Linked DNA regions of Sus scrofa: regions 1, 3 and 4 are each linked to region 2. The links are chromatin contacts, called in public Hi-C maps. All regions are on one chromosome and are shown on one strand. Each heading gives the region's core, a stretch centred on a gene start, on an enhancer-like site or on the middle of the called end of the contact. The rest is flanking DNA. Distances are from core to core; before and after follow the strand shown.

The links. A called contact is a pair of places that touch in the nucleus more often than the background predicts.
Region 1: a Hi-C map of embryonic fibroblasts shows a contact between it and region 2, with 1.8 times the contacts expected there. The contact joins two enhancer-like sites. A contact is called at or near these places in 2 of 47 Hi-C or Micro-C datasets (embryonic fibroblasts and mesenchymal stem cells) and 1 of 2 datasets of contacts at active chromatin or transcription factors (skeletal muscle).
Region 3: a Hi-C map of embryonic fibroblasts shows a contact between it and region 2, with 2.1 times the contacts expected there. The contact joins two enhancer-like sites. A contact is called at or near these places in 2 of 47 Hi-C or Micro-C datasets (embryonic fibroblasts and subcutaneous adipose tissue).
Region 4: a Hi-C map of embryonic fibroblasts shows a contact between it and region 2, with 2.2 times the contacts expected there. The contact joins the promoter of ACKR3 here to the enhancer-like site in region 2. A contact is called at or near these places in 1 of 5 promoter capture datasets (fetal skeletal muscle), 2 of 47 Hi-C or Micro-C datasets (brain and embryonic fibroblasts) and 1 of 2 datasets of contacts at active chromatin or transcription factors (skeletal muscle).

The regions. Positions count from the first base shown.
Region 1 is chr15:136,413,864-136,419,918 of Sscrofa11.1, forward strand. All of the region lies in intron 1 of LOC106506422 (a long non-coding RNA gene), which reads left to right. Among named protein-coding and RNA genes, the nearest start is that of ACKR3, 46 kb to the left of the region's middle. Within about 2 kb of position 1,803, at least 4 of the 83 cell types and tissues checked have an H3K27ac peak or open chromatin away from gene starts, as enhancers often do. A contact at or near this core is called in embryonic fibroblasts, where this site is marked.
Region 2 is chr15:136,560,007-136,566,157 of Sscrofa11.1, forward strand. No RefSeq gene overlaps it. Among named protein-coding and RNA genes, the nearest start is that of ACKR3, 190 kb to the left of the region's middle. Within about 2 kb of position 3,670, at least 6 of the 83 cell types and tissues checked have an H3K27ac peak or open chromatin away from gene starts, as enhancers often do. A contact at or near this core is called in embryonic fibroblasts, where this site is marked.
Region 3 is chr15:136,801,763-136,808,445 of Sscrofa11.1, forward strand. No RefSeq gene overlaps it. Among named protein-coding and RNA genes, the nearest start is that of COPS8, 23 kb to the right of the region's middle. Within about 2 kb of position 3,224, at least 11 of the 83 cell types and tissues checked have an H3K27ac peak or open chromatin away from gene starts, as enhancers often do. A contact at or near this core is called in embryonic fibroblasts, where this site is marked.
Region 4 is chr15:136,368,328-136,374,307 of Sscrofa11.1, forward strand. ACKR3 (atypical chemokine receptor 3) reads left to right here and starts at 2,130. Exons shown (of 2, transcript XM_003133759.4): 1 at 2,130-2,285.

The sequences.
Region 1 (6,055 bases), core at 553-3,052, 150 kb before region 2:
GAAGGAAAGGAGGAAGGAGGGACGCATGGCAGCGCTGTTTCCCAGGCTGCTAGAACAAAGTTCCACAAACCTGCCGGCTGAACACAGCAAAATGAATGACCTCTCAGGTCCAGAGCCTGGAAGCCTGCAGTCGAGGCGGCGCAGGGCCCTGCCCACCCTAAAACCTGCAGGGGAGATGCCCTCCTGGGATGATGCCCTCCTGGGACTAGCTGCCTTCTTCCAGCTTCCCGTGGTTGCCGGAAGCCTAGGGATTCCTGGGCTTAAAGCAGCACGTAGATCTCTGCCTCCATCATCACAGGCCTTCTTTCCTTGTGTGTCTCTGTGAGGCTCTGTTCTCATCAAGGCATCAGTTGTCTTAGGTCGGGCGGCTGTGACAAAGTACCGTAGACTGGCTGGCTTACAAAGAGCAGAAACTGGTTTCTCATGAGGTGGGGGCTGGAATTCTGAAATCAGGGAGCCAGCACAGTTGGGTTCTGGGCAGCACCCACTTCTGGGTTGCGGAGGGCAGACTTCTCATTGTACCATCATCTGCCCTCTTCCTAGAAGGGCGCTGATCCCATTTGTGGGCGCTTCACCCTCATGACCTGTTTCCGCCCCAAAGCCCCGACTTCCAAGCACCGTACTTTGCTATCAGGGTTTCTTTCATCATATAGAATTGGGGGGCGGGTATTGGAGTTCCTGTCATGGTGCAGCGGAAACAAATCTGACTAGGAACCAGGAGGATGCAGGTTCGATTCCTGGCCTCGCTCAGTGGGTTAAGGATCCGGCGTTGCTGTGAACTGTGGTGTAGGTCGCAGATGTGGCTTGGATCTGGCATTGCTGTGGCTGTGGTGTAGGCTGGCAGCTACAGCTCCGATTAGACCCCTAGCCTAGGAACCTCCATATGCCATGAGTGCAGCCCTAAAAAGACAAAAAAAAAAAAAGTTGCAAACAACCCAAACGTTCAACTTGGAAGGGATGGTGAGATGGCTCTGAGGTGCATCCCTGTGGCAGAGGGCTTGGCTGCCTTGAAGAAGCTAAATTTAGATGGGCAGACCGGATGGGAAACCCAACCCATACTACTGACGGGAAAAAGCACAGTGCATGACGCATGAGTCATATATGTGCAAAAAACCCCAACCCACCAAATATGTATTTCAAAGGCACTTGCCTATGTGTACAGGCTCAGATCTGGAAAAGTCTAGAAAAGAAAACACAGACCGGTATTAGCGGTTATTTCTGAGCCGTGGGGGACTGGGGCAGGGCTGGCTTGGGAAACCTACTCTGTTCTCCACAGAAAGTTGCCCTCATCTCTTTACGCCTGCGCTGTGACCAGGGTACGAGGGAAGCACAGAGCAGACCCGAGGCTCGGGAATGTACCTTGCTGCGGGGCTGGCGAGCATGCACAGAGGCTGTCCACCCCAATTACCTTTTGACGGTTCCCTCCCAGTCCTCCCCAGCTTGGCTTTCTGGGGATGCTGTTTTTCGTCTCTAAGAAATGCCATGCCCCTAATTGCCAGGATCTGTTTTCTGCTGGCGGGACCAGTGAGCATAAGGGGCGGCCCGCGGCCGTCCCCAGGACTGATAAGGGAGGCTTCGCTGGTCTTTGTTGGAGGCCAGCAGCCTGATTAGCATGCTCTTTGCTTCCATGAATCTTCTGTGGAATCTGTCTGGGAGGGTTTCGCCTGGTACCCTAATGCTCACGGAATGTGCACACCAGAAGCCTGCTGTCTGCATCCAGCGAGACGCAGGCGAGGGGGGCATTAACCACTTCCTTCTTGGCCAGAAGCTGGAGCTGCCTTCGAGGACAGATGACGGTGGTGGTAGGCATTTGACTGCAGGAGGTTTGAATGGTGTGTCCAGCAGCCCTTGGCAGTGCAGGCCTACGTGGGCCTAGGGATGTGATTAAATTTTTTACTTACACACACACACACGAGAAATTCTTTTCTGATGACATACAGCTAAGAAGTCTACGAATGTGTTGGTTGCATAGTCAGGATGGAAAACTGGATCTTATCTCAAAAGGTGGAATTTCATCAGCAAAATTAACTTGGCTTCAAGAAAATCAGTTGCGTCGCTGCGAAGAAAATGTGCGACCTCTTCCACTGAGAAGGGTCAGCAATGAGGTCCTACTGTGCGGCACAGGGAACTCGATCCGGTCTCTTGGGATGGACGATAGTATGAGAAAAAGAATGCAGATACATGTATGACTGGGTCGCTCTGCTGTACAGCAGAAATTGGCCCAACACTAGACATCAACTCTAACACAAAAAATAAAATGAGAACCCCCCCTCCCGCCCCGCCACAGAGATGTGTCTGAACGTGCCTGAGAGCCCAGGGATCTGGGAGGTGTGGTCCTCAAGTCCAGGGGCGCCGTTCAGCTGCAGGCTCTGTAACGCCCCCGTCAAACGGGGGATGAAGATGCCGAATTAGCTCATCTCCAGGCAGGAGAGGCAAGTGCACCCCCCTTTCTCAGAACTGCTTGGGAGAAGTACTAGCCAAGGAATCCCGTTAGACGCTGAGAAAGAACTTTCTTCGTGGGAGAGCTCTCAGGCTAAGGGGGCTTCGATGGATCACAGCGAGGGCTCTGAGCCTGGTGGTACGCAGGCAGCCTCGTGGCAGGGGTTGCGCAAGGCCGGGCTGCAGGGCTGTTCTTGTCCCCTCTATTCCCTGCATCGGCACCACACCCCACTCAGGCATCTCCTGTCGTATGTGCCCCATGAGGGAACTGATGCCTATTACGGCTGTGCCCAACTACTAGCTGGCCCGCCCTGTGCCTTTAGCCTGGGTGTTAGGGCTCCACGAAGTCCCCACCTGAGGGCAGAGGTTTGTCTTAGTTTTCGACACCTGCAGGAATAAATTCCACAAACTTGGGGGGTTAAAAGAACACACACTTGGAGTTTCCATTGTGGCTCAGCAGGTAATGAACCCAACTAGTATCCATGAGGATGTGGGTTTGCTCCCTGGCCTTGCTCAGTGGGTTAGGGTCTGACATTGCTATGGCTGTGGTGTAGGCCTGCAGCTGCAGCTTGTATTTGACTCCTAGCCCAGGAAACTCCATGTGCCACTGGCGCGGCCCTAAAAAGCAAAAAATCCAACAAAACCAGACGAAACCAAAACAACACACACTGATTCGCTTCCGGTCCAGGAAGTCACAAGTCGGGAATCTGTTTCCCTGGGCTGAAGTCAAGGTGTTGGCAGGACTGGTTCCTTCTGGAGGCTTTTAGGGCAGAAGCAGAGCTTTTGTCTTTTCGGTTTCTAGAGGCCGCCTGTACTCCTCGGCCGTCGCCCCTTCTGCCACCTTCAAAGCCGGCACTCCCACCTCTGCTGGTCACCCCTCTGCCTTCTCCCCTCGGTGGTCAGAGGTCCCTCTGTCCTCTTCTTACAAGAACATTCGGGATTATGTTTAGGGCCCACCCAGATTAATCCAGGGGGATCTCCCCATCTCAGCAGCCATCTCTCCATTCTAATCACTTCCACCGAGTCCCTTCTTTATTTTTTTATTACTCAAATTAATTTATCACATCTGTAGTTATATAATGGTCCTAAAAATCCAATTTCACAGGATTCCCATCCCAAAACCCAAGCACATCCCCCCAACCCCCAAACTGTCTCCTCTGGAGACCATAAGGTTTTCAACGTCTGCGAGTCAGCATCTGTTCTGCAAGGAAGTTCATTGTATCCTTTTTTCAGATTCCACATGTCAGTGAAAGCATTTGATGCTGGTGCCTCATTGTATGGCTGACTTCACTTAGCATGTTAATTTCTAGGTCCATCCATGTTGCTAAAAATGCTGGTATTTCATTCCTTTTAATGGCTGAGTAATATTCCATTGAGTATACGTGCCACATCTTCTTTCTCCACTCCTATGTCGATGGACATTTAGGTTGTTTCCATGTCTCGGCTATTGCAAATAGTGCTGCAGTGAACATTGGAGTACATGAGTCTTTGTGAGTTGTGGTTTTCTCTGGATGGATGCCCAGGAATGGGATTGCTGGATCAAATGGGAGTTCTAAGTTTAGTTTTCTGAGGAATCTCCATCCTGTTTTCCACAGAGGTTGCATCAATTTACAATGCCACCCACCAAGTCCCTTCTGCCAGGTCAGGAAACACCCACAGGTTAGAGGGATTGGGACATGGGCATCTTTCTTGGGGGTGCCGCTGAGCTGTTTAGCTCACTGCCCAAGGGAGAGAGAAGACCGGAAATAGGTTATTGGAAGCACCTCCAAGTCTGGGGAAGGGATGAAAGTGGAGCGAATGAAGGAGGCAGAAGAAAGAGGCTCTGCCGTTCAGCCCACATGTTAATGGACACCAGGGGAAGGGGAGCTGGAAAGAGACAGAGCAGGGTTTGACTTTTTCACGGATCTCCTCATTGCCTGGAACGGTGCCAGGCACAGAGTAGGTGCCCAAGAAGTGTTTGTTGAGTGACTGAATCAACGAGAACATTGCCGCTCGCTGGGCAGGAGCTGTGTGGGCATCCTGGGCTGGCATCTCCCTGAGGCTGGGCTCTGTAAACCCACCTGGGAAGCTGAGATGCAGGCTGGCTGTGACCTGGGCTGGGAACAACAATGGGGCCCGAAGAGCCGGCTTCTCTACCTGCTGTTTCAGGGGCTCGTGTCCACCTTCAGAACAGGTGAGCCTTGCGGACGGTTGCGTTGAACCCAGAGAAGAGCTGAAGGCGCGTGGACTGGATGCTGATGGGGTTTGGCGTGCAGACATGCGAGCCCCTTGCAACTTCAGGCTTTGGACTTCATCCCACTTTCTAAGGGAGAAGATGTGCATCTTAGAAGCACGGAGATTCTTTCCTAGAAGTCGAGGAGTAGATTCCACGCCAACAAGCGAACTCTTTATTATTCAGAAAATTCCTCTCTTCTTCCAATCTTTCCTGCTTCTGAGACGGAACTGAAATGTCCCTGCTCCCTGACTGTGACCCAGGACTCACCGCTGATGAGAGCGTGTGTTCTCTCCCCGGCCGGCTGGCTGCGTCCAGCAGACAGAGGCTGGCTTCCCCTCGCTGGTTCCTCACTTGAGCTGCAGGAGCCCTTCCCATCTAATCACGCGGGCCTGCCAAATCCAGGTGGAGCACACCGGTCAGCATTCTCCCAAGTGGATGCTGTGGCCAGCGGGTGAATGATGGAGCTGCCTCCCCACAGAATGTTCCAGGGCTTTGAGGCCTGTTCAGACCAGAGGATGCTGCTTGTTAACTTCCTCTGCCGGCTTCATAATGAGCACGTGTCCATCTCCTGTTAGGGGCTTTGATAGCGGATTTCTTAGAATTCAGAGACAGTGATTCATTTTCTGAGCCTACAAGTTAGGCTGAAATAAGCATTCTGCTAGGCTCTGTGTTTACCCTGATAGAGGGTCCCCCAGGCTGGAGGTTCACTCATTGACTCAACAATTCTTTCGTTTATCCAGGACCTAAGGGTATCTTCCGTGTGCTGGGCATAGTGACCACAGAGAAGGCTGGAGTTGGTGGGCGACAGACACATAAAGAGCCTCCCTCGGGCTTTGTGCTGGAGACGGGTCTGCATCAAGAACTCGGGTGCCCAGAGGATGGAGTGAGGGTTGGCCTGGGCTGAGGGCAGGAAGGAGAATTTGGAGGAGCAGAGGGAGGAGGTGCCATTTGGTTTCCCAGGTAAAGAAGTAAAGGACGAGAGGAGACATGGGTCCCGCGAGAGGGAGAGAGCAGCTTCTGACCTCTGCCTGAGAGCCCGTTCACGTGTCCATTCAGGGTGCCGGGCGGGCAGGGCAGAGGGTGGGGGAGAGAGAGCTGGGGCAGAGTGGGGGGCTGCAAGTCTTTTTCTCTTGCAAGTAACAGGGTTGCAGCAAAGATTCTTAAACAGAAGAGCAGCATGGCGACCGGGGGCTGCTTGGCAGGTGGACTAGGGAGATGAGACCTGGGGGCTGGGAGGCAGGGAGATGGGTGGGGGAGAGTTTGTTCCCGCTGCGGGGCAATACTGTAAGGACCAGAGCTGAGCAGAGGGATGGAGGGAGGGGAAGGCCTTGGAGGTGCTCAGTCATCAGGTACATTCTGGGCTGAGCCGTGTTCCCCATAATTCACACGTTGGAGCCCTAA
Region 2 (6,151 bases), core at 2,420-4,919:
CCCTCATCCCAGACAGCTCTCTGGTCACCTCCATCGTGCCACCCTCACTGGGACTTCATCATGGGTACATTTCCTGGAATGAAGCTTCTGCCAGTGCCCTGCCTGGGGGCAGAGGCTGCAAAGGCCACTCGTGTACTTAGTTCTCTCTTCTTTTACCAACTGAAACCTCAGGCTTGGGTGCACGTGTCTAGTGGGCCCTGGACTGTGTTTCTGCTCAGCTTTGGCCAGAACAGCTGAACGTCTGTCCTGAGCATTTTTTGAGACTCATTGCAGGTCTGTGGAGCCCCTGTCCCCTGAGGAGACGTGTATCTGTGTGCCCACCCTGCTTTGGGTTCAGTTCAAACCTCTGGCCTGGGGCCCTGCGGTTCTGTGCTGTCTCTCAGGACAGCTGTAACAGAACGCTGCACCTTGGGCCTGAAACACCAGGAACTAATTCTCTACCGCTCTGCTGGGACAAGTGGGTAAGCAAGGCTGCATGTGGCCCAAGGGCTCTAGGGAGAAGTCTTTCTTGCCTCTTCCAGCTCGTGACTGCTCCTGGCTCTCCTGAGCTTGCGGCTGCATCCTTCCAACCTCTGCCTCAGCCTCGTAAGGCCCTGCCTGCCCTCTATGTGTCTGTGATTTTTTTCCCCAGTCTCCCCGCTTCTGTCTCCTGCAGGATCCAGAGACCACCCTGATTTGGGATGCTCGCAGGTAAGGAGGGTGACTTAGTTACATCTGCAAAGATCCTTGGTCCCGATCAAGCCCCATTCTGAGCGTTCAGATGGACACATTCTTTGGGGAACACCATGCAAACTCTGCAGGTCCTCCGTGGCTATTTCCCTTTTTACACCTGAGCAAGCGGGGGGCTCGGCCCCAGGAGTAACGGGTCAGAGTTTGAGCACCTCTGCAGGCTCTCTTCAGACAGGCTGCCCTTTAGCAGGAGGAGGGCAAGGAAGCCACCCAGTGGTTCCTGGGTTTTCATCTTAAAAGCTTTAACTGGAGTTCCCTTCGTGGAACAGTGGTTAATGAACCCGACTCGGATCCATGAGGACCCTGGCCTCGCTCAGTGGGTTAAGGATCCGGCGTGGCCGTGAGCTGTGGTGTAGGTCTCAGATGAGGCTTGGATCTGGCGTGGCCGTGGCTGTGGCGTGAGCTGGTGGCTACAGCTCCAATCTGAAACTTAGCTTAGGAACTTCCATATGCCGCAGGTGTGGCCCTAAAAAAAGACGATTAAAAAAAAAAAAAAGCTTTAACTGTGGAGGTTGGGAGGAGAAAGGCTGTCCCTGGATTTGGGGTGACCTGGGGCCCCTGGAGATGCCTAGCGTGATGAGGAGCTGGGCAGAATCCCTTTCCTGGGGACAGAGAAAGCCAGGTGGCTATTCAAAGCCAGTTAAAGTGTCAGAGACTCAGGGGATTAGTATATGCACCAGCTGCTCCAGTGGAGAAAGTCAGAGATGAGTCAGCAGCCCAAACAAAGGACCCTTAGAAAGCGCTGAAGAATCCCTGATGCTCTCTAGAGCGGCTTTGATGATTTTGAAACGGCTGCAGAGAAGAGGCAGGGCCAGGGCTGCCTGCAGTTGGACCGGGTTGTGTTTATTTTGCTCAGTCACCGCTAACCCATTGTCATGCGTGTAAGGACTGGATGATTCCAGGGAGAGGGTGGGAAGGGATGCGGGCACTGGGTCCCAGCCGCAGATGGATGGGCTTCCGATGGGGGCTGCGGCAGTACTTTCATCTTCAAAGAATCCTGCATCCTTCTCCAAGGGCTGTGTGCCATCGCCCATCCTCAGCGCTGCTCACTGGCGCATGCTCTGGACACACCTCTCCTCGTCCCTCCAGTCTCAGCCACGCTCCTCTGCAGCCACCGGCGAGGGGACAGCCCACCGGCGAGTGCACCCTGACCCTTGCTGCTCTCTCTGCATCTGGCTCCGTCACGGGGGCCCCTGCTGGACCACCAGGCGGCCCAGGCAGAGCCGAAACCGTCATTCTTGGAGTAGCTCTAGCTGATGACATCCCGCTGGATGGCATTGTCCCCAGTGCAGACTTTCCCTTTCTTGCTTACATCAAAACGCGCGACTGCGCTTCATAAATCTGGAGTTTGGTGGTGATAGAAGGGCAGGGGTTGGTTCTAATTTAGGTCTTTGCGACTGACGATGTAATAGATCTATGTTCTATTGTAGCAACGCGTGAAAATGGAAAGCTCATTTCAATATTTTTCTCATTATGGATGAAATATGTTCTCCTTGAAGCGATTTGGAAAACACAGAAGAGTGTAAATAAGAAAATGAAAATCACTTGTAAAATCACAGTTAATCACTGTTAACATTTTGAGGCATTTTCTCCACCTTTTTATCCTTCAAGCAGTGGTTTAGAACAGCATTTGTTGGTTGGTTGGCCACACCTGTGGCGTATGGAAGTTCCCGGGCCAGGGATCGAACCCAAGCCACAGCAGCGACAAAACCCCCCGCGGTGGCAGCACCACGTCCTCGACCCGATGAGCCACAGGGGAACTGGGAGAAGTGTCTGTTGAAGGTCAATGTGCATATGCACCACGGGAGAATTGCGGAAGAATCCATATGAATCTGAAGTTCTAGGGTGCGGCTACGCTGGGCTTCAGGTCACGAGACTGCTGCCGGTCTGGGAACCCCACCTTCGCCTGGTGAGGGTGAGCGCTCAGGCTTTCACCAGGCCGAGGAGCGGGGCTCTGTTGTCTCATCTCTGAAATGGGGACAGCATCAACCTTGTGGAGGTTTTGTAAAGCGAAACTGAGATCAAGTATATTGAGGGTTATCTGCTGGCTGGCATTTAGCAGGTGCTCAGTATGCTGTAGCTCAGTCACAAATAAACGAACAATTTCCCAGAACGCTGCGATTTCCGTGTGCCCTTCTACAGCCTACACCTTCATGTGACCTCAGAGGGTGAACATCTTTCCAATATTAAAAATTCTCTGTAAACATAATTTCTTTTTTTTTTTTCTGTCTTTTTGCCATTTCTAGGGCCGCTCTCACGGCATATGGAGGTTCCCAGGCTAGGGGTCCAATTGGAGCTATAGTCCCCGGCCTACACCAGAGCCACAGCAACGCAGGATCTGAGCCACATCTGCAACCTACACCACAGCTCACGGCCACACCGGATCCTTAACCCACTGAGCAAGGCGAGGGATCGAACCCGCCACCTCACGGTTCCCAGTCAGATTTGTTAACCACTGTGCCATGACAGGAAGTCCTGTAAACATAATTTTTAATAGCTATATTTTAACGGCTCCCCCTGTGTGGATGAACGGTAATGCATCTGAGCATGTACGTTGTCTAAATAATTGTTTCAACTTGTGGTTTTCTGGTAATCCAACAAAATCCTATTAACACAGCAGCTATGTTATGGGAGAGGAAGGTCCTAGGATTTTTAAAAGATGCTTTGTTGTGCTTTCCTTGTCTGGAAAACAAGAGTTACAAGGCATTTTGAGAGAGCAGCTGTAGCAACATGCAAGCCTCAGGCAAAGCTGTTGTCCTTTTTTTGTTTGTTTTCTTTAATTCGAGGGTTCCTGGCATCCTGATATACTCTTGACAAAAATACTAGGAAAACAGTTATATTTCCAAAAAAGAAAACCCCAAACTTTCTGCTTGGAACTATACTAAGTAAAAAGAAGGCTTTTCAAAGAGAGTGTGTCATGTCTGCTCCCAGTGATGGAGAAAATAACTATTGAGAGGAAAGTGAGTCAACACAGGAAGAATCTTAACATTTTCGGAAAGAATTTCAGATATTTTTGGATTCTTTTGAACTCAGAATTTAATTTTTTTTTTCTTATTTCATAGCAAATGCTTCATTTACAAAGATGAAATTTCATTTCAGGGATTTATTTCACTCTTGAGAACAGTATGTATTTGTTATCCTTCTCGGGCAGACATTTCACCGGGTTTCTTTTTCAGTGTTTTGTTGGTTGGTGGTTTGCTTGGCTTTTCTGACCATGCCTGTGGCATCTGGAAGTTCCCGGACCAGGGATTGAACCCATACTACAGCAGAGACCCGAGCTGCTGCAGTGATCCTTAACCCAATGTGCCAGAAGGGAATTCCCAGAAGCCAGCTTTGAACATGAGGGCACGTGAGGTGGCCAGCCTCCCCCCTATCTCCCTGTCCCCCCACAGATCTCCACAGACGAGGGCGGCTGTCACTGGCCGCAGGTTTGGCCTGTGGCTGTGGGTAAATGGTGATTGTTTCGGCATCTTTGATGGGGATCTTGATATGATGGGTTTCGTGGACTCTTTGCCCCAGGAGGAGGGGGATGGCCAGTGGTCTCCATTTACTGGCCCTCGAGGAGGGCCAGCAGAGCCCTTCCGTGTCTGTGACCCTTGCAAATCTTTCTGCTGCGATTCGTGCCTGGCCAATGTGAATTAATCATTCACCAAAGGCCTGTGGGGAGGGGCTGTTATTTCCCCCAAATTCGGTCCTTCGTTGTCTGCTGGCGCCCTCCTTACAGAACGCACACACGCCACCTTAAGATGAAAAACCATTCGGAGTTCCCTTGTGGCCTTAGGATGCAGGGCTGGCACGGCTGTGGCTTGGGTTGGAACCCTGTGCATACTGCGAGTGTGGCCAAAAAAGAAAAAAAAAAAAAAAAACAGATGAAGAACATTTGACCTTGGTTCTTTACTCCTGAATGTGTCTTTCCCTTGCTCCATGCACATGGGAATTTGGCACGTGCCCTGGAGCCATGACCTTCCTGGTGAACCCTGGGCCTAGGGCAGGAGGACTGCCCCACTGGGTAATCACCTTCTGTGGGCCCCTTGCAGGTTGAACGATTTTGGTTTCCTACCAGAAGCCTGAGTCAGCTCGGGGGCTGCTGAGGCCAGGACACACTTCTCTCTGGAGTCCTTCAAGAACTGATTGTTTTTTACTTTTTCTTCTCTCTTATTGATATTCAAGAGAAGTTTGGGCTTCCCACTCAGAAATAAGCTGTTTTTCAGCATTTTACCTCAAATAAACCCATTACACATTCGCCTACTTGATACTGCTTCTTTTTGATCAGTAATCGTGTCGATCCTGAGCTGCGTTGCCAGGACAAATATTATTTCGTTGATGTGAACATCTGTTCACAAGACATCTGACACTCAGATTCACGGAGCCCTGTCCTGTGACCCCTAAGATGCCCCGGGGACGGGTACCCACGCCTGGGAGTTTTACACCTTTGGCGGTGGGAGTGCGTTTCGTTATTTTCTGAATTGACGCATGCTCGCTTTAACAAATTTGCGTGGTACCAAAATAAATAACAAAGAAATGACTCTCTGCTCTCCCTCCCACCCCCCGTCCCCACAGGCCCCACTGGGGCGGCCTGTTCTGAAAGATTTCTGCTCCCTGCCGTCGTTGGCAGCTGCCCAGCATCGCAGAAACTCGACATCCCTTTTCTCTTCGAAGCGAAGCATGTCTCTTTGGTGGATGTGGTCACCACTAACCACAGCCATGTCTTTCTACATCTGACGGATGAACCTGGCTCAGCACATGTGTGTTCTGTGCAGCAGAGTTGGACACCCCCAGACAGGGTCCCTTGGGAGCTGAGAGAAGCAGGGACTGCAGGCCCGAGGGCACCTTGCAGGGAAAGGGCCTTCAGAGAGTGGCTGGGTGTGGCAGTGGTCACCTTAGATAGGCCTGGGCAAGGGAGACTGAGACCAGGGGCTGTCCCCTGGGCGTGAATAGACCCTTGCTCTGTGTCATTACTACTCTGTGAGTCACCTGGTCAACCCCGAATCCAGTGCTTGCCCCTGTGGCAAGCACCGAGACTCATGGAGCCAGTCCCAGGGGACAAATGCATGGGGACATTTTGCTCTGGGACCTGGTGATGCCCACCTCTAGTCACAGAAAAGCCAAGTCCATGTTTTTCTACTTGAAACATGGAGCCATCGTCCACTTGACCTGGTGAATATAGTTTTGGAAGAAGCCAAGGTTTAGGAGGCTTCACTCAAGAGCGACTTTACAAATTATGAAGGTGGGATGTGTCACTTAGAAAGAAACTGTTGATCTCTGCCTCCGTCCCTGGAAGACCCCTGCCCCCGTCCTTGAAGACCCCTGCCCGTGGCCATAAACACGACCCTCCGCTTTAGGAGCGGCTCGGAGCTGCTGTTCCCTGAGATCATGCCTTTCCGTGTTGACCCAGAGACCTGGGTACAGAAAGGCTGCTAAC
Region 3 (6,683 bases), core at 1,974-4,473, 240 kb after region 2:
AGAGCTTTAGGAGTTTTGAGCAATGACAAGAGCTACCTTCTGTTATTGGAGAGGAAATTCTATCTAGATAGTTGTTAACTTTAGGATATAAGATAACCAGCAGGTCTACCAGCCAGCTGGGCTATCAGACCCAACCTCTCCCACAGGGTTGACCTTCTTTAGTCACACACACAGAGACGCAGACACACAGACACACACGCACAGAGACGCAGCACACACACACGGCGAGGCAGGTAACTTGGAAAGGATCACACTCTTCACTCACCTGAGCACAGGACGAACCTCCCTGCTACGGAGCAGCTTAAACACCCAATTCCCAGGCTCCTCCCCAGCATCACATCCAAAGTCTTGAGGTAAGGAGGGCCTCAAACATACTATAAGAACTGCTGAGGGTGGAGTCTTTGTGGCAGCAGCTAGGTTGGTCCATGATGAGAAAACCATACCATGAGTATTTAGGAGTAAGCAGACTGCCTCGTGAAAAGGGTCCTTCTAGACATTTCATCCAAGTGGTCCCAACCACAAACACAGTTGGAAAAGCTCTTGGTGGAAGGTTCAGACACGGTTAACTCTTCAAGAAAGCCATCTGGCCTGGCAGAAAGCTTTCTTGCCCACCCCAGTTTGGGTATGCCCATGAAGATTTTGCAAGAGCTTTAAAGACTGGGAAGCAATGCCAAGTCTATCCTTGCCACAGTAGAATCTCCTTCTGCCCATGATTTTACTCTATGAAGTGGGCATCTTCATAAAGGAAGTTATGGGTTAGAAGGAGTTATCCGTGGTAGAGGATGGATTCTTTGTGGCATCGCTTCCCGGTCTTTAAAGCTCTTGCAAAATCTTCATGGGCATACCCAAACTGGGGTGGGCAAGAAAGCTTTCTGCCAGGCCAGATGGCTTTCTTGAAGAGTTAACTGTGTCTGAACCTTCCACCAAGAGCTTTTCCAACTGTGTTTGTGGTTGGGGACCACTTGGATGAAATGTCTAGAAGGACCCTTTTCACGAGGCAGTCTGCTTACTCCTGAATACTCATGGTATGGTTTTCTCATCATGGACCAAACCTAGCTGCTGCCACCTGCAGCATATGGAGTTTCCGAGGCTAGGGGTCCAATCGGAGCTATGGCTGCTGGCCGACACCACAGCCACAGCAATGCAGGATACTCAACCCACTGAGCCAGGTCAAGGATTGAACCTGCATCCTCATGGATACTGGTCAGATTCGTTTCCCCTGAGCCACGACAAGAACTCCTATTTTTATTTATTTGTTTGTGTATGTTTATTTTTTTGCTTTTTAGGGCTGCACCCACGGCATATGGATGTTCCCAGGCTAGGGGTCGAATCAGAGCTATAGCTGCTGGCCTACCTACAGCCACAGCAACACAGGATCCGAGCTGTGTCTGTGACCTACACCACAGTTCATGGCAACACTGGATCTTTAACCCACTGCGCAAGGTCAGGGTTGAATCTGCATCCTCATGGATGCTAGTCAGATTTATTAACCACTGAGCCATGGTGGGAACTCCTATTTTTAATTTTTTTAAATTTTATTGGAATGTAATTGATTTACAGTGTTGTGTTAGTTTTAGGTGTACAGCAAAGTGAATCAGTTATACATACACTTATATCCGTTCTTTTTCAGATTCTTTTCCCATATAGGTTATTACAAAATATTGATTAGAGCACCCTGTGCTATACTGCAGGTCCTTACTGGTTATCTATTTTATATACAGTAATGTATATTTTTTCCTTTTTTACCTTTTCACAGCCACAACTACAGCATATGGAAATTTCCCAGCCAGGGCTGAAATCTGAGCTGCAGCTGGAGCCTACACTACAGCCACAGCACCACTGGATCCAAGTTGCATCTGTGACCTATGCCCCACAGCTGATGGCAACGGCCAATCCTTAACCCACTGAGCGAGGCCAGGAATCGAACCTGCATCCTTACAGAGACAATGTCAGGTCCTCAACCTGCTGTGCCTGTTTTGTTTTTTTGTTTTTTTTTCCCTATGGCTACTAGAAAACATAAAATTCCATGTGTGGCTGACATTGTATTTCTACTGAATGCAATCCTCTAAGTGTCTGTATAGCCATAGAGCCTACATCACTATTCACGTAAATGTATACACCTGAGCCTTTGTTCCCCGGAATTAACTAGAACAGTCAGGTGCACAGAGGAGAAAGGAAGACACACTCCCTCTCCCTGGGAACATTAAGAGGAAGAATCGCATTTTCTTCCCAAGCACTGTTTTGTTTCTTTCACTGTTAAAATCTTCCGTACCAGGGAGTAAAGTAGAGATGTTGCGAGGATAATGCAAATTATCGTTAGCAAAGATGCCCTTGTTCACGTGACGATGCCAAGGAGCTAGAGCATGGGTTGACGTCCAGATGCTTTCCCTTGAAGATGCCCAGGGACCAGTCACCCCTCCTGAAAGGGCAGGATGCAGCCTGGAGGTGACAGGCGATTGGAAAACTCAGAAGGGAACGTGGGGATAAGAAGAGTAGAGGAGCACAGGCCAGAGCGACACCCAGACGATGGCCGGGCCTATGGACAGGCTGCATATGGAGGGAGTGGTGGGGGCATCATAGCTCAGTGCTGTGACTCACTGTCCCGACCCCGTGAGCTTGCCAGACTGTGTGTCTGTAAATTATTGTCGTTCTAGTAGTGAGTATATATAATCAGCTGAGAAATGTTCTTAAAAATCTATCTCTAGCCCCTAAAATAGGAATTTAATTGATGTCTCACCCCAGTCTTAGCCAGAAGACAGGCGCCCAACAATATTAAGTAATGTTGAAGAATAAACCCAGGGAGGAGTTCCCACTGGGGTGCAATGGGATCTGCGGTGTCTCTGGAGCACTGGGACTCAGGTTCAATCCCCAGACCGGGGCAGTGGATTAAGGACCCTGCGTTGTGCAGCTGGAGCATAAGTCACAACTGCGGCTTGGATCTGATCCCTGGCCTGGGAGCTCCAAATGCTGCACAAAAAAGAAAAGAAGAAATACAAAGAAAAATAAATCCAGATAGCTGGAGTCTCACAGTTATTTATGGAGGTGATCTTCTAACTACCTGATTTTCCTTTTTCAGAAGTAATGACAGCAGCTGGAATATGTAAGGTTCATGGACTACAGAGAGATCAAAAGACTGGTCAAAGGAAGGCCAGTCTCCGACTAAGCCATGCTAGGTCATCTTAGGAAGCAGCAAAATCATACCGAGAAACGGATTTTTACTCTATGAGTCAGGGTGCAGGAGGCTGGCTGCAGTGGCCTGGGATGACATGAGGGTGGTCAGCCAAGGCTTGCCTTGCCAAGTTTCCCCTACGGCCAGAAAAGAAAGGGCCCAGAACCTTAAGAGATGAAATAATTTATTTTCTAAGAACCTAGATAACTGGCAAGGAGATCATATTAGAACCCCAAAGAGTCGTTAACAGATTAGGGTCTTTGTTTATAGAACCTCGCCGTGTCACGTGACCGGAGAGGAATTTAGTCGGTGGGGCTGCATTCCTGAGGCGGCTTAGGCCTGGGTCTCATGGCTCCGCAGACACCTCTTAATTAACCGCACCGGCAGGGAGGTCAGAGGCATCTGTGTTGAGCTGGACTGGAACCAGGGAGAACCTGCGTGCCTTCTGGGCTGGGTGGGCTGTAGAGGGAGGGTCTGCTGGGGACTGGGCAGGCAGGAGGAGCAGACACCACCGGCGTGGCTGAAGGCGCACCCCGGCAGGCTCCAGGGGAGGTCACAGGAAGCCTGGTCCAGCCCCTGCCAGGAGGGCCCTGGTGACGGCTGTCAGCGCAGGCACGCAGGCATGCTTCTTGGTCTGCACCAATTTTAGTTCCATTCCTGGAAGATGTCAAATCGGTGGGCACTCGCAGCTCTGCCAGAGTCGCTGGCCTGGGGGGGCGGGCTAGGTGACGGCGGGGCCTATAGGCGGGGCGGGGCCCAGTCCCCAGGTGAGGGCGCACTGCCAGGTGAGGTTCCCTTATCAACTTGATCCCAGGGGATGCTGCAGCCATAAGGAGGCGGCCCAAAGCCACCCCGTGGCCCCAGGAGAGCGACCCTACTGCATCACAGGTGAAAACCAGCTATTTTGACAGATAGGAAACCCTTACCTCTTAGTTGGTGTTCTTGAAACTATTTTTAAAGTACCAAATGCAGCATGTTTATTTTTTAAAAAGAAATAAAAACTAAAAATCATCTATAATCCCATCAAGCAGGGATAACTAGTAATATTTTTATAAAGCATGTTTTTATAGTGTGAATTCACTGGGTTTTGTCTATTTTTTATTATAGTTGATTTACAATATTGTGCCAATTTCTCCTGTACAGCAAAGTGCGTGTGTGTGTGTGTGTGTATACACATACTTGCGATGGTGAGAGGAAGAAATGGGAATTTCTGTAAAGGGAATTCTTGCAGTGACATCTGCTAAAATCAGGATATATGTATTTTGATGGGACTATATACCTATAATTTTTTGTTGTTGTTTAGTTTTTTTAGGGCCATGCCATCATCCCCCATCACACTGCTTTTTTAATAGGAAGCTTTTAGCATGACTTAAGCACAGATCCGCTCTGCCATGAGACTCTGGCCTCCCCTTCATAGGTCCTCAGCATCCTGGTTTGAGGGAATTCACTGTTTTAATCCTGGTTTTTGTTTCAAAACATTATTCAATGCCATTGGGCATTTTTCAGTATTGTCTATTTAACAAATGCATGATGCTCATTTTCTGATACATGTAAATTCATCTCTCCATGGTTGGGGGTTGAAGCAGACCTCACATTAAATTATAGGTATAGGAGTTCCCATCGTGGCTCAGCGATTAACGAACCAGACTAGTGTCCATGAGGATGTGGGTTCAATCCCTGGTCTTGCTCAATGGGTTAAGGATCCAGCATTGCTGTGAGCTGTGGTGTAGGTTGCAGACATGGCTCAGATCCTGCATCCCTGTGGCTGTGGTGTAGGCTGGCAGCTGTGGCTCCAGTACGACCCCTAGCCTGGGAACCTCCATATGCCAAGGGCGTGGCCCTAAAAAGACAAAAAAAAAAAAATTGTAGGTATATAGTCCCATCAAAATACATATATCCTGATTTTAGCAGATGTCACTGCAAGAATTCCCTTTACAGAAATTCCCATTTCTTCCTCTCACCATCACAAGTGACCTTCAACACAGTTGTACCACCGGGTAATTCTTCAGCCCTGGCTTATGTCTACGGATATTCGCATCGGTGGCCCATTAGTTCTGCCCTGGGCAGATGTGGGGCTGAGTCCTCCGACAACTACACTTTCTAGGAGGGATCACGGTGCCCAGATTGGACGGTCCGGGATCAAAGCTCATCAATCACACAACGATGCCACCTGGGCCCTGCCCTTGGCGTGAGAGGCAGGCAGAATTCAGTGAGGGTATTTTGGACAACAGTTGAAACTGATGCCTTATTGACACACATACACACACACACACACACACACAATGCACCAAGACCGCAGAGAGGACAAGGTGTTACAAAGATATGCTTCTCTGGGATCTCTCTGCAAGGACACTAAACACATGCGTTTCCGAAGTTTCGCAAGTCTGGGTTGCCCGTGCGGAGTAGCTGCTCTCTCAGGAGTCCAGTCATTCCCCTGGCCCCACCTCGGATCCCCAGGCAACGCACTGGGCATGCGCAGCATACAGCTCTGGCGGCCAAAGGGGGCTGCTCATCCTCCAGGGTCGTGAAAGCAAAGGAGGTTGGGGTGGGTGGTACGGAAAAGCAAAAATGTGTAACTGTGTAGAGCTAGAATAATGCTGCACAAAATCAAACTGCACCCGATCCCTAGAATTTCTGGCCTAGGACAAAATCCTAAAATTCACACCTCGAAGGCTGCCCTGCGGGACTCAGTACATCCTCTGGGAAGATACTGTTTCTCCATCCAGGAAATCGTGAAAGGCCGTTGTGTGGTTTCATGGGTGTTCTCAGGTCACTTTGTAGATGGGACTTTTCTCTCCCGGCCAAGTTCAGGAGCAGGCTCCCCTTTTTTGAACGCGACCCTGGGACAATGCAGGAGTAGGTTGTCTGCATCAAGCCGGAAATACTGGAAAAGGAGACGAAGGAAAGAATGCCCGAGAGAGCCTCAAATTCCTTTTGTTTGTATTGTTGCATTTGTAAATCGAGTTAATAAAAAGATTATTTGTGATGAAGCCTTGACTGGACTAGAATCCTTTTGAGGCGAGCGCCACCTTGTGGTTCATCTCTTGAATAGGCCCAAGAACGTAACAGAAGCGCCTAGACCTGGGGACGCGACTCCCCACCCACACCTGGACAGCTTCCTCTCACCCTCCCACCTGAGGGCTCAGGCCCAGCCCAGACCCGCCCCAAGAGACTCCTCCCACTTTCTGGAGTTAAGACCAGACATGGCTCTGGACCAGAGCACAAGTGTCCTGTCACCAGCACTGTGCCCCCAGGCCACTCTGCTTCCTTGAGTTGCCACCACACTTGAGGTCATTGTCCTACACAGCACTCGCCCTGCCCCACCTCATGGCCTATTGTGACTCAAAGCCAGCACCCCCCAGGAAATTCCATCTTCCTTCCACATTCAGACCCATCCTGCAGGCAGGGGCAGGCAAGGCGGCCTGGCAAAGGCGACCTCAATATGGGCCCAGGAGGTTGGCCCAGCTCCAGGCAGGACACCTGGCTCATCATGTATGAGACACCCCCCCCCCAA
Region 4 (5,980 bases), core at 880-3,379, 190 kb before region 2:
AACGCAATCCTTCCAACAGTTGGGGTCGACTCCCAAACGTTCTTAGAGGCGTTTCAGTCCTGGGAGGATGGAATCCTGTCCCCTTGCAAAACATGGCTCACTTACCCTCTCAGTGCCCCCAGGCCTGGGTTCTCCGATGGGGTGGGGGCTGGGAGCCCCGGGGCACAGCTCAGATGCTGGATGCGGGAGGGCTTCGGGCCTGGTCCCAGCGGAGGACGCAGCCCTGCACCGTGGCGGGGACTGCGCACCTCCTGTGCCCCTTGTGGTCCCCGGATGCTGCCAGCGCCGCCCCTACCCAGCCCCTTGGGGGGGGGCACGGGCCCCACGGCGTCTGAGCTGAAGCGGATTTTTTTTTTTTACAACTACTTTGCGTTTTCCTTCCTCCACTTTAGCAACTGCATCCTGTCGGGGGTTTCTCGGCCGGCAGCGCGGCGAGCTTTCTTTTCATCAGAAAGCACTTCATCTCCAGCGGATTCAAACCCGTGTTTCAGACTCACCCTCCAGCTTGCCAAAGGAGGAAGGCGCCCTCTAAAGAGCAGATCAAGTTCATAAACTGCAGAGAGTCAGCCTGTGCGTCAATGTTCTCAGAGGGGACCTCTGCTCTGCCCCCATGGGGGCCTTTCTGTCGGTCTCAGGGTCACCCGCGGGTGGCAAACGGGGCCAAGAAAGGAGCTGGTCTTAGAGCCTCCTTACATTTGAGCAGAAGCTTACAGCGCCTTTCACTCTGGGAGCTCGAAAATGGAGCTTTGGGTACCCAGGCGACAGGAAGAAGATTCGTGCCAGTTCTTAAGGACAGCGACCCTGTCGGCAGGGACAGGATGCGCAGACGCCCACGGAGGGCGTCCGGGCGCAGGGGTGCGCTTAGCTCCCATCCTGCGGTGATTCCATTGAGCTCCCTGAAGTTTCATCTAAGCAAAACCTTTCTTTTGTGAAGCGCTTTCGCCACACCAGGCCTTCTGGCTGCTGGGGAGTTTGACCTTCCAATCCTCCAGACTCAGCATTTGGCCGTCTGCTGGTATTTTTCGTGGAAGTGTAATAAGAACCGCAACACGTTTCAGCCGCGGAGAGCGTGGGAGCAGCCCGCCTGCCGGGGCTGCCAGCCCACTAGTGACTTGAGCCATGGAACTAACTCCGCGAGAAGCAGAAAGCAGAACAAAAGCCACACCACCGCACATGACTCTGGGGGAAGAGCTCAGCAAGGACGTTGTAAAAGTGAAAGTTTAGGTCGCCCTTTTAGGGTGGATTATTTATCTAGGGCCCAGGCGGTGAATGTCATATGAAACAGTTTTTTTTTTTTTTTAGGTCAGGTTCTTCCATGGACAGAACTTTAGAGAAGAACATAGATTTCAATAATAATTAGAACTTCTAGATAAGAAGGTAGGTTTCAGTAAAAATAATAATAAAGGTGTTAATCTCACCTCCGAAAAAGACATTATCAGAAGACCCCTGTGATACTTCCATTGTGTGCCTGGCGCGGGGTCGGGGCTTCCGAACATCAGTTTCATTAGATTTGCAAGGCCGTTGGACCTAAAGTCCTTCACAAATGAAAGATTTAAATAAAATCAATCCCAAAGACTCTTTCCCCCACTTTGGGGGTACAGGATGTGGTATTCATTCATTTCTCAGAACAAAAACTGTTAATTCTGTTTTGGAGAAATTAACAAAACCCAGGTTTAATAAAGCAACACCAAAGTTCAGAAGTTCAGAGCAATTTGTCTTGGGAACAAAGTCTTCCCCTGAAGCTGAGAGGCATTCAAAGGAATTCTTGGTGCTAATGGGATTATTCAAGAGATACCTGCTCCCAGATAAATATTTGATGATTTTGCAAAGCACTAGGGTTTCTTTGCCATTCTTTTTTTTTTTTTTTTTTTTTTCTGCTGCTGACACATTTCCCCCCTGGGGTCTGGACCTTGTAGCTTCATTAGACTTTGCAAATGAACGTGGCTGGGGTTTCCCAAGAGTGTGCTTGCGTGGGAGAGCTCTGCCAGAAAGGACAGATGGGGGTTTGCAGGAGGCGTGTGTGCGCACGCGTGTGCAAGTGTGTGCGTGCATGCGAGCATGTGTGTGTGCGTGCGCGCCTGTGTGTGTGCACCGAGAGGGGGGTGGCTGAGGGAGGGAGGGAGGAGATGTGGGTTACAAAGCTGCCATCTAGAGGCCGCCTCCCTGCAGTGTATATAACGCAAGTCTGCAGCCCAACAGCTCGCACTTCCTCCAAACTGCTCAGCTCTAAGGCAGTGATCGCAGGGAGCTGGGAAGGGGAGCCCTACGCCGAGCCCAGCCGGGAGGTAAGGAGACTGAGCTGGGTCGGCAGCCCTGCTTAGAAAGGGAGGGAGGACGACGGGCAGGGCTTCTGCTCTTAAGCTAAGCGCTCTTTTTCAGGGGTCTCGTTTATTCGTAGTGGTGATGGGTGCTTGGGAGTCTGCAGGTCTGGTTTCTGAAAGCAGGGGCTGCAAGCTGCATGGCTGCATTGCAAAGTGCGGCTGCTAATGTGCGGCTTCGCCTTGGCTGCAGAGAGGAAAAAGGGCAGTTTTCTGAAGTGGAAGCCCCCCCCCCGCCCCCCACCCGGTGTATTTGTTGAATTCAGGAATTGGGGATTTGTTTGCTGCCGTGGGTATTTAAGCTCCTGCCGGCAGATCACTTCACAAGAACGCAGACGGTCCATTCAGCTTGCTCAAAGTTGGCAAGGGGGTCAGCTTGGCACCGCTGCTTACCTGTTTCACTCCTGGTGTATCAATGGGGAAGCAGAATTGGCAGTGAGTGTGTGATTCCAGAAAGACGGACCCTTTATGAAGAGGCATCTTCTTCAACGAAGAAGAAAACGGTGCCGAGAATCTTTGCGGGCTCAGGATGTGTTTGAATTCAGTGCTTTGGAGGGATTACCAGAGCCTGTAAATCCGGAAGCTATAAGGGTGAATGTTAAATACAGCTTGGCCCGTTTGTCTCCTGACTGCATCCTTCCTCGTCTAATTTGTGTATTTATTATTCTCTCAGAAGGTGTTAAGTCCAGCTTCATGTGGGGAAAAAAAGGCACATGCACAAGTCTAGGATGTTGCAATGGAATGATACACTTGAAATAAAACAGGACTTTTGTTCAGTTTTTGTGCATGGAGATTCAGGCAGTAACTGCGGGGAAAGCCTTTGGAGTGAGGTCAGGCAGGGGTGGTTATAGCCAAGACCTGCAAGTTACAGGCAGAATGAGAAGTGGTAAAAGTCAGACTGCCCGGCTCCCTTGCCCTCTCTTTCTTTCTTTCTCTTTCTTCCTTTCTTTCTTTCTCTTTCTTCCTTTCTGTCTCTCTTTTTCTTTCTTCTTTCTTTCCTTCTCTCTTTTCTTTCTTTCTTTCTTTCCTTCTCTCTTTTCTTTCTTTCTTTCTTTCTTTCTTTCTTTCTTTCTTTCCTTCCTTCCTTCCTTCCTTCCTTCCTTCTTTCTTTCTTCCTTTCTTTCTCTCTTTCCTTCTTTCTCTCTTTCTCTTTCCTTCCTTCCTTCCTTTTTTCCTTCCTTCCTTTCTTTCTTTTCTTGTCTCTCTTTCTTGCTTTCCTTTCACTTCACTTGCTCACCCCAGGATAATTACATTTCCCAGAAGAAGGAGAAGCCCCCTGAAATGGTTTATAGCCCTTTGAAGGTATTCGATGCCTTGACACCCCCTGAAACTTGGCCCTGCAAAGTCTCAATGTGGCAACTTTTTCCTTTCCTTTTAAAGGCGCAGAGGCTGCCTTTGTGTCCCTTTATTTATTCCAGGGAAAAGAGGAGATCGAATAGGCTTGCCTCAAACGGCAAGTGGAGGCTGCCGGTGTCTGTGCTTAACTTTCCATAGATTTTAAACGGATAAACTGCTGGCCCTTCTTTCAGCAGCCCTTGAGTTTCTCCAGATGCAAAGCCTTTTTCTAAAGCAGAGCTGCACATGGGAGCTCTCGCTTGGAAACAATTTGCTCTTTTTCCCCCAGCCTCTGCCATAAACACTGCCCTGTGCATTCAGCTGCCTGGGCCGGCCTCGTGTCCCCCCCTCCTGGAGATGGAGGGGGAGGAGCACTGCCCTGGATCGGGGTGAAAAAGCAAAAGAAAACGGAGGAATGCCTGTATTTTACTGCCCATCTGATTTTTTTTGGGGGGGGGCTGTGCATGGAAGTCACTGTTTTAGGAAAGTTCCAGAAAGTCCAGCCCAGACAGCCTGCCTGCGCGTACCTGGGCCAGGACCTCGGTGGTGAGGTTATCCCAGATTAACAGCAAGTCTTGAGAGACTCGAGAAGGTATTATCGTTTCTAATCAGGTCCAGAACAGGCAAAGTATAGGCTTTCTGGATGGGGGAAAAAACAAACAAAAAAAAGACACAAAAAAACCTACTTAATCAGGAACAGTGGCTTTTTGTGTGATCCCTCTGGGCAGAGAGGCTCCCGTTTTTCAGGAGACACGAGGGAAGTTGGTTGAAGTTACTCAAACCTGAGACTGAAAGAGAGTCATTCTCCGAACGCTGAGAAGAACCCAGGAGCAGGAATAGCCTGAAAAGGTGTCATGACTTGAGATTGTTCGCAGCGCTTTTGCAGAACACGAATAGAATTTGAGGCTAGAAAAGCATGTGTCTTTTTCATCCAGGAACTTGGTTTTACTTAGACTCAAAAACAGTGTTAGAAAAAGCCTTCCCTTCAGATTGCATGTGTGTAGGTGGAACGTTGAAAGCAACCAAAGATCGTGTGTCATGTCCAGCGATTTTAAAGCCCAGAAAATTGTAGCTTTGGGACCCATATGTTTTATGAAAGTAAAAGCGAGCAAGCAGAAAAAGAAAGAAATGAGAAAAGGGGTGTGGGGGGGTGTCTCTGATTTCAAACACCTGATGGTTTGGTTACATAAGAATGTATTAGTTTAGAATTGGGGGGAAAAAACCCCATTGTTGCTTCTTGATTGAAGTGATGAGAGAATTGCATGTTTTTATAGGGAAAATTTTGCTGTGCCCCGTTTGTTGTTGTTGCTTGTTTGTTCGGAGCGTTCACAGGGTGGAGGGGCTGAGACGACTTCAGGTGGCCTTAGGCTGCTCTTGGCCAAGGGACGGATGACGAAGGAGTGGGCGGCATGGGGACTGCACGGTCAGGGCTCTGCCAGCCAGGTAGCTGGCCTCTTCCAGTGTCCTTATTGTAACAGAAGCCTCTGTGGGTTCCTCGCTCAGTGTTAAGTCTTAAGATTGTGTCGTGTGCTCCTGGGAACCCCATTGTGTGAAGCCGGTGGTGAGTGGCTGTCCTAGGCTGGCTGACCTCCCACTGCCTCGTCCAGGCCCTAAGCTGCGTGGGAATTGGGGCTCTGGTTACACCTGGTCCACCCAGACAGCAGCCTTTGTGCCGAGGGGGATTGTGGGATCTGCCCTTTGGGGTCCAACCTCGCCCCCCCCGCCGTCCCCCTTTGGGCTGCTGCGCACAATAGGACAGATCGGGTTTCTGGACGTGGGGTTCATTTTATCGCCCCGGAAACTTAAAGTGGACGAGGCTGCCCCTGTGTCAAGGTGAAGTGTGTCTGAGGACTTGAGAGACAAGTGGCCCGTATCTGAATTAGGGTTTGGATTTTTTTCTCTCTCTCTTTCTTTCTCTACTATTTTTTCAAAGTTCTCTAATGATTCAGTGGCGTTCTTTACATGCATAAAACAAGAGGGGTCGCAGTGCCAGTGAGTGGACTCATTCTGTTTGCTCGACACTGGAGGACAGACCGCACCCCATCCTGCTCTCTGCCCTAGCAGGGGAGCCCCTGACCCCGAGCCTGGGCTGAAGCCTTCCTGGAAGGCTCCAGAGATTTGCCACAGGGTTGGTAAGAAATGAAGCAAACCCCAATGCTACGCAGTTGCCCGATGACCTTGAGAGGCAGTGTGGACACCTGCGTGTAAATTGCACTGGGCCAAGTAGTGCAGGAGACAGAGCCTGGTTCCTGCTGCGTAGTCTCTGGGAGCGGGGAGCGTGGCGAGAGTTGTTATTCGCTGCAGCCTTGAGGCAGCTGCTCCCTTTG